Linked DNA regions of Triticum aestivum: region 2 is linked to region 1. A link is a contact called in public Hi-C data. All regions are on one chromosome and are shown on one strand. The core of a region is the stretch at or near the end of the contact, and the rest is flanking DNA. Distances in the headings are between cores, read along the strand shown.

Region 1 (3,638 bases), core at 1,117-3,616:
GGGCTCAAAGGAATCTCCAAACTCATCTTCTGCTTGCTGGCCTTCTTCTCATTAGGCTGAAGTGAGGCTCGAAGTGATGGCAAACTAGCAGTATGCTTCAGCGCAGCCACTGTTTCATCATTGCCTCGATCAATGGGCATCGTCACACACTTACTCATGCTCACAAACCTCTGAAGTCTCTGCTCCACATCCCTGCCAAGAGGAGCCACATGCACCCCATGGGAACTAACCCTTGTGTAGACGGTGTGCGAAAACTTAGTCCTCCTAACCCAGGAGGTCTCCGTGTCCATATTGCCGGGAACTAAGAACACGGGGAAACGCTGTCACAAGTGATCAGATTCCAACTTTGGAAGCTTGGATTAGCATGAACCACATGTTGAAGTGAAATTTCGAACAGAAGTCACAAGAAACGCCGCCGGGAGACCTTAGGCCAGGAATCGCAGCGATTCCTCGACCCATTTGCTGCCAAATTCTTGCCGCAAGTTGTAAAAAAGATGGGTGATGCACAAAGAGGTCAAGGGTCTGTTCAGTATCAAACAGATCCCTGAATCTTGCTGAAGAACCCGCGGCAGCCTGGCCTTCTCAAGTATCCTGAAATACAACACGAGGAAGAAAAGATTGTGAGCTGAACTTGGTACGCAACCGGTAGTATTATACGGGCAATTATTGCTTATATAAAATGTCCTGTTCAGCGAATAAAAAACAAAGCAATATTGATCATTATCGGCGGGCATTCATAGTTGAATACTCATTTGTAAATCAATAATGATTTGACTTCTTCTCAAGAATTAGCAGAATACAGGCACGAGCAGTTGGAATAACGCGGTTTTTTGACAGTTGGATTGCAGTGAAGCATTAGAGAAACTGCAGGAGCAAAAATTATGACCCGAACAAGCATCATCCAGACCATTTGATTTTCTAGTGAAGACATCGACTTTTCACGCAACGAGACGTCAGATTATGGGGCAACAATTCTCGCGACAAAAAATGAAAACGCGCAAAGCAAGATCTACTATTCCTTTTACCAAGATTATTATTAAATCCGAACACCCCGCCGGTATTATGACTTCCCAAACCACGACCGGAGAACATCTCAGGATAAGTTCAGACTCGGCAAACAGCACCTGAACTTTTCGACTCGACAATGGAGGGTAGGCAAAAGAAGTTCATCTAGGCAAAAAAAACCGGAGAAATCCAAAAGGCAATGATCCGAAAGCAGACGCAGGCCTCGCACAGATTTGCACAGTAACGGCATCGAAAACCCGAGGCGTACTATGAGCACAATGGTAAAGCAATCCGGAGCAGAGAGCTCGAAGAAACTTGAGCACTAGTAACCGGCGAAAAAGGATCCGCAAACAAACAGCGAACTTGCCTTTGTCAGACGAATGAATTCGATCGAGAAGCACCGAAAGCCGAGCTCACGTCTACGGACACACCAAGATAGACAGCCGACGGCTTTCCAAACGAGCATCCGGAGAGAAGCGGAAGAAGGAGAAAACAATAATCCGAGATGAGATGAGACGTGAGGGAGGAGGAGCAAGAAACCAACCAACCTTCCTTCCTCGAGGCGGCCGGGAGGTTGAGGGAGCCGAATCCGGATCAGAATGCCTGGCTTGCTGGCAGGTTCAGGTCCCAACCTCCTCCCTCTTATCCCCTCCCCTCTTTCCGCGGCGAGCTCGAGTAACAGAACCGAATCTGATCGGCCGAGGAGTCCGGGAGGGCGGGCGGGTGGATATCAGCAGCCAGGACGACGCATTCAAGGCCCGCACCAGAAAGAAAGGAAAGGGGCCCGGCCGCCCGCCCGGCCGCGCTGACACCCTGTCCTCCTCCCTCGCGCGCGGCGGTGGCCCGTGCCGTGTAGCCAGCCGGTGGGGCGCGCGTACGTACGCGGTACGCTGCTCCCCGTACAGCCCCGGGACTCCTGCCTCTCTCCTCTCCTCTCCCCTCCCGAGCGCGCACGGCTCTTCTATCTATACTATACTACCTCTCCTACCCCAACCGCATTCAGAGGAGGACCCGTCCGCGATACGGGAAGTCCCCGGGGGGCACGGCAGCAGAGGGGCACCGCCGCACCGGCTAGGGCGACCCGGTGGTGGGGCTGACAGGTGTCGACGGTGGCATGTGCGGGGATACAGACTACAGAGAACTGTCCAGCAAGATTAGGAAAGGAGTCAGTTTTGGAGGTGGAGGTGGAGGTGGAGGTGGAGGAGGAGTCAATGCCCGCAGCAGAGACAAGCCAGGTGAGGTAGGGGAGGGGAGGGCCGGGCTTGGCTCGCTCGTCCGTTGTGGAGTGTGGGGTGGCGGGCGGAGGTGGACGGAGAGGGACTGCGGGGTTGAGAATGTCGAGCCCTTTCCGCACGAAGAAAGCAGCCGGGCGTTTCTCCTCGGCGGCCTCCCTGACCCCTCCTTTTCCCTTCCCCACATTCTTTGCTGCCATTATTGGTGATGGTGATGGTGATCCCTCGTAAGCTAAGGATGGGATTCTGCGCGTCATAATCCTTAATGCTTTCTTTTTCTGTAAAATGCACAGTACTAGTGTAGCTGCAATTTTTCTGAGGCTGCGGTGGTTTTTAGGCTGAATGATGATATTTGTGAAGTCTGTTTAGGGGTTGTGAGGAGAGTGGGAATTGGTGGATCATTGTAGCTTACTGTTTATGGCAAAAAGGGAGGACCAATTTTTTCAATTGTTCGTCCTTTTGACACGGCTTATTTGGGTCCATGCAACATAAGACTAGGAAGGTTTGCAAGGAAACGGGATGTTGCCGACCTCTGCTTCTGCGAGAAATTTTTGTGCTCATGCTCATGTAGGATTATGTGTGTGTCATGATTCTCTTTTTTTTTCTTGTAACGTGTATTCATCCTTGGGCTGATATTTATTTTGACGATAAAAGGCAGGCGCTCTGCCAGGTTTCATATAGACATGGGAAAACAGAAAGTGTACAAAAGATATTTACAAGACTAAAAAGCTCTAGAAATTACATGCCATTGCCATAGCTAAACCCAACTGGACAAGGTTCTCCCTAACGAGGTAAGCAACATCTAACACCTGTAAAGAGGCGTTCTGGAAAAGCCTTTGATTCCTCTCTTTCCATACATGCCACACACACATAAATGAACACCCTGCCAAAGTGCTTCCGCCTCGAATGTTCTTCTTCCACCAGTCCTCGGGCATGGAAAAAAACCCGGGGCCGAGCTTGGCATGATCGAGGACCAGCCAGCAACGATACCCCAAACGCTTCGGACCAAAAGGCATCCCCGAGAGAGATGCTCGTTTGTTTCAAATTCGGTGTTACACAGACTCCAAACCTCCTCGTGAGGCCAACCATGGACAACAAGATGATCCGCGGTTAGCGCTTTCCGGTGAAGGTGGAGCCAAACGAACAACTTGCACTTTGGCTCAACTTTGGCCTCCCAAATCTTGTGTGCCTCGAAAGGAATCGACACACCTTCAAATTGCACCCTATAGGTTGAAGCCGCGGAGTAGATACCAATCGCCGAAGCCGTCCATGTGATGGCATCTGGAGTAGCCGGGTCAAGATGCACATCTTAAAGAGAAATCCATAGGCCGACAAACTCACAAATTTGAATAATCAGAGAGAAAATTCTGAAGGTTTGTATTCAATGATTATTGTGAAGAC
Region 2 (3,888 bases), core at 238-2,737, 210 kb after region 1:
GTCTTGAACCAGATGCCCGGGCCGACGTCGACCATCGCCCCAACGTCCACGCCGACAACAACGTCGATGCCCAGCCCGATCGATGAAGCGGTGCCGACGCCGACCACCAGCCCGAGCACCGAAGCCACACCGACGCCGAGCACGCCGCCGACGAGCATAGAAGCCACGCCGACCCCGACCAGTCCCACTCCAGAGGAGCCCGCCGTTTGATACGCTCCGTGTCTATGCTTCCTTCCTTTTGATTGTCGAACTTTCGGGCATGTTTGATTGCCGAATTGTGGCAGGATGATTGCCGACTTGTGGCATGGTGATCGCTGAACTTGTGGCGTTTTTTTGGCAGCAGGAAAGACAAGTTTGATTTTTCTGGGCGTCTGGGGCCGAAACGGGCGCGGCTAGGAACTCGATCGCCCCCAGGGCGAAAAAACCACCGGGGCAAACGCAAAAACGCATTCGCCGGGTGCACTAGGGGGTGAACGAGTGGAGATGCTCTTAGTGTGTTTGTTCGCTCGCATGATGTCGCTGTCTACATTCGCTTACCGCTAAAAAAAGAAAGTCTACATTTGCTTCGCCTGGTCGCTCGTGTTCCTTTTTGCCACTTTGTTTTTCTGTTTTTTTGGGGATATTTTTGTTTCTTTTATGGTTTTATCTGTTTTATTCGGTTTTTCTTTGTATTTTATTTTTCATTTTCATTTTTGTTTTTTCCTTTCGTTTTCTATGTTTCCTTTTGTTTTCATCAACTTTCTCCTGTTTTCTACTGTTACCCACCTCTTTTTGGAACACATGTCTACATTTTTCTAATATACATTTTGATGTTCTATTGTTTTTCATGCATATTATATATTTTCCATATACATCGAACACATTTTGAATTGTTTAATATTTTTCAAGTGCATGTTAATATTCTTACAAGAACATGTTTTGAATAAATGTTAAACAATTTTTAAATATATGCCAAATAGTTATTTAATGATAAAAATATTTTTTTCTGAATTATGCAAATTCCTTTTTACATTATAAAAACTTTTTTAAAAAAATTTCCTGTCACATTTTTAAAAATTGATAACATTTAATCAAATGTAACATGCATTCTTTTTATGTAGAAATCATTTTTATGAATTACACAAACATTTTTTTGCAATGTATGAATATTTTTCTGTACACATGGTGGATATTTTTTATACACCTGATTAACATTTTCTACTTTTTTATTCACATCACACATTTTTTGTATACAACAAAAACATTTTTAGATAAACTTTTGACATTTTAAATGCAACATTAACATTTCTTTTAGAAAATTACATAGTATATTTAGAAATATAAACATAAATAAAAAAGGAAAACCAAAAAAGGAAAATAATCTAAAACAAAAACGGAATGAAAAACAGAAAGAAAAAAAAGTAAAATGACCTGTGGTTGGGCAACTGTCCTACCTGCGACTTGCAGGCGAGGCATGCTAGCACTCGCAGAGGGCGGCACACAAAATTTCTAAATATTGGCAGATACTGATAGGGCCCGACTATGTCTCGCTTCAAGCGAGACAGAGTCTGCTCTAACTGAAGGCAGCGACATCAATGGGCCAGCCCATCTCACGCGAGGCCACTGCCTCTCTTTTTTGTTTGAACTTTTATTTTCACTAGCTGAATTATTTTTTATTTAGTTTTGTTTACACTTCCAAATATTCTAAATATACATATTAAAAATTTAATTTTATTAATATGTTGAAAATATTAATCATGCATTTAACAAATGTTAAATGTGTATAGAAAAAATGTTGACCATGCATACCAAAAATGTATACAAAAATATACAATGGGTGTGAAAAAAGATGATCATATGAAATATGTTAAACAAGTATTTCAAAAATGTTATTCAAGTGTTTGAAATTTTTTGAATGTGGATAGAATTTTTTTTACCATGTATTAATGAAATGATGAAATCTTTTGGTCATGTATATGAAAATATTAATCAAGAATTAAAAAATATTGAACAAGTATTTAAAAAATGTTAATAAACCATTTTAAAAATGTTAAATATGTATACAAAAAATATTGACCAATGTTAATCTTGCATTTGAAAAATTTGATAAAGCATTTGAAAAATGTTAAATGTTCATACAAAAACTGTTGATCATGTATTAGAAAAATATTAATCGAGAATTTGATTTTTTTAAGTGTGTATAAGAAAAATATTGACCATGCATACAAAAAAGTTAATCTTCTATTTGATTTTTAAAAAATGTGTATTGAAAAATATTGATTACGTATTAGAAGATATTAAATTTGTATTGAAAGAATGTTAAACATGCATTAGAATAATGTGGTTGAGATACACAAAAAATATAGAATGAAGACAAAAAAAGAGAATATCACAAAAATGAAACTAAAAAAGAAACGAAATGAACAAGAAGAAAAAGTAAAATCAAAGAAACAAATGGATTTTGTTAAAAAGAAACAAAAAACAACAAGAAAAAAAGGAAAAAAAACATCTAGGAAAAAAATAGTGAGATCCGGACTTATTTTGCCTCAACTACTACCCGCCCTATTACATGAACAGAATCTCAACGCCAGCCCGGTGGCTAGCACCGTTGTATTTTAGAAGTGTTTGATTCAACTGGCTGATTTCAGCTAGCGCGTCAACCGCCCGATGCACCGTCCAATCCCCGAGTGTGGAGTGCAGCGGTCTCAGGTTCATCACCATTTTGTTTGCCACACCTCACTTTAGGCCTTGTTCAGTTGAGGTGGATTTTGAAGGGTATTGACAGGGATTGAGGGGGATTAAAATCTCTACAAGCCAAATCCCCTCCAATCCTCTTCATTCCCCTTGGGAGGAGGATTAACCGTACAAGGCCTTAGGCAAGTTTGATCAAGTTAGGTGGGTGTTTGGTTCTAGTCACACCTAAGACAAGAATTTTTAATTGAGCAATGAACCCTACATGTCATAGACACAAAAATTGTGGTAAAATTCCCTTAGGCAAGCCAAAGTGTGGCTAACAATTTGAGCAATTCAAGTTAGGCAAGTATGGAAAGTGTGGCAAAAATAATGTGGCAATATAAGGCAAACATAGTCAACGGCCCCTAACTACTGAACTAGACGACCATAAGACCAAGCTAAGCTAATAGTACCTTTGTCCTGGTTTACTAGTCTCCTCCGATACTACCTTCGTCCATGCTCTTCCTATTTTTAATCACATTTTGACTATAATTTAGCTAACAAAATACCTGCTCCTTATCAAAATATAAAACATTTTTTGACATTTTTACATAGGAGTATAAGTTATGTGTAGCAAAAATATCTTTTTAGAAATTACATTCAAATACGAATGCAATAACAAAACTGCTTTGCGGACGATAAATAACATGCACGACAGCTGCATGATCGCTACTCCAGCCATCTGAACTTCGATGATACGCATGGACACACTGATATGCTATGTCGGGCAGATATCGTCCGCTATGCGTCGTGCGCACTGCAGGTTTGATTCAATAATATCTTTTGATGACATGTATTAACATTTTGTTACTCAAATATGTGGTTAAAGTTTGACCCAAAATACAATGAAGACTAATAAACTCGACAGAAGTAGTATATCGCAAAAAATGTTGACATGTTGGAATCCGAGAGTCCCAACTCATAGGGAGCATTGTAGCGCAGAGACACACGAAGTTGCAATGTGGTCTAGTGTTGTTGTAAGCCAGGACGAGCTTACGTAGTAAGTGCTGGCACGATGTTGCAAGCTGGGACATGCGACAGGCAAGGATAGATCGTTGTTGGTGCAAGAGAGACGCACGACGCTGCAAGTAGGACTTGTGACGTTACAATGGTCGGCATCACTGCTACAATGCAGGATGCGTGACGTGGCAAGGGTTGACCATCGTTGCTGCAAGC

Evidence for each region. A called contact is a pair of places that touch in the nucleus more often than the background predicts.
Region 2: a Hi-C map of an unstated tissue shows a contact between it and region 1, with 7 times the contacts expected there. The contact joins the enhancer-like site here to the promoter of LOC123060595 in region 1. A contact is called at or near these places in 4 of 5 Hi-C or Micro-C datasets (leaf and an unstated tissue) and 1 of 1 datasets of contacts at active chromatin or transcription factors (leaf).

Annotation. Positions count from the first base shown.
Region 1 is chr3A:115,854,443-115,858,080 of IWGSC CS RefSeq v2.1, forward strand. LOC123060595 (probable serine/threonine-protein kinase PBL18) reads right to left here and starts at 2,367. Exons shown (of 4, transcript XM_044483370.1): 1 at 1,554-2,367; 2 at 1-591. The coding sequence starts at 290.
Region 2 is chr3A:116,067,529-116,071,416 of IWGSC CS RefSeq v2.1, forward strand. No RefSeq gene overlaps it. Among protein-coding and RNA genes, the nearest start is that of LOC123060595, 210 kb to the left of the region's middle. Within about 2 kb of position 1,488, at least 1 of the 8 cell types and tissues checked has an H3K27ac peak or open chromatin away from gene starts, as enhancers often do.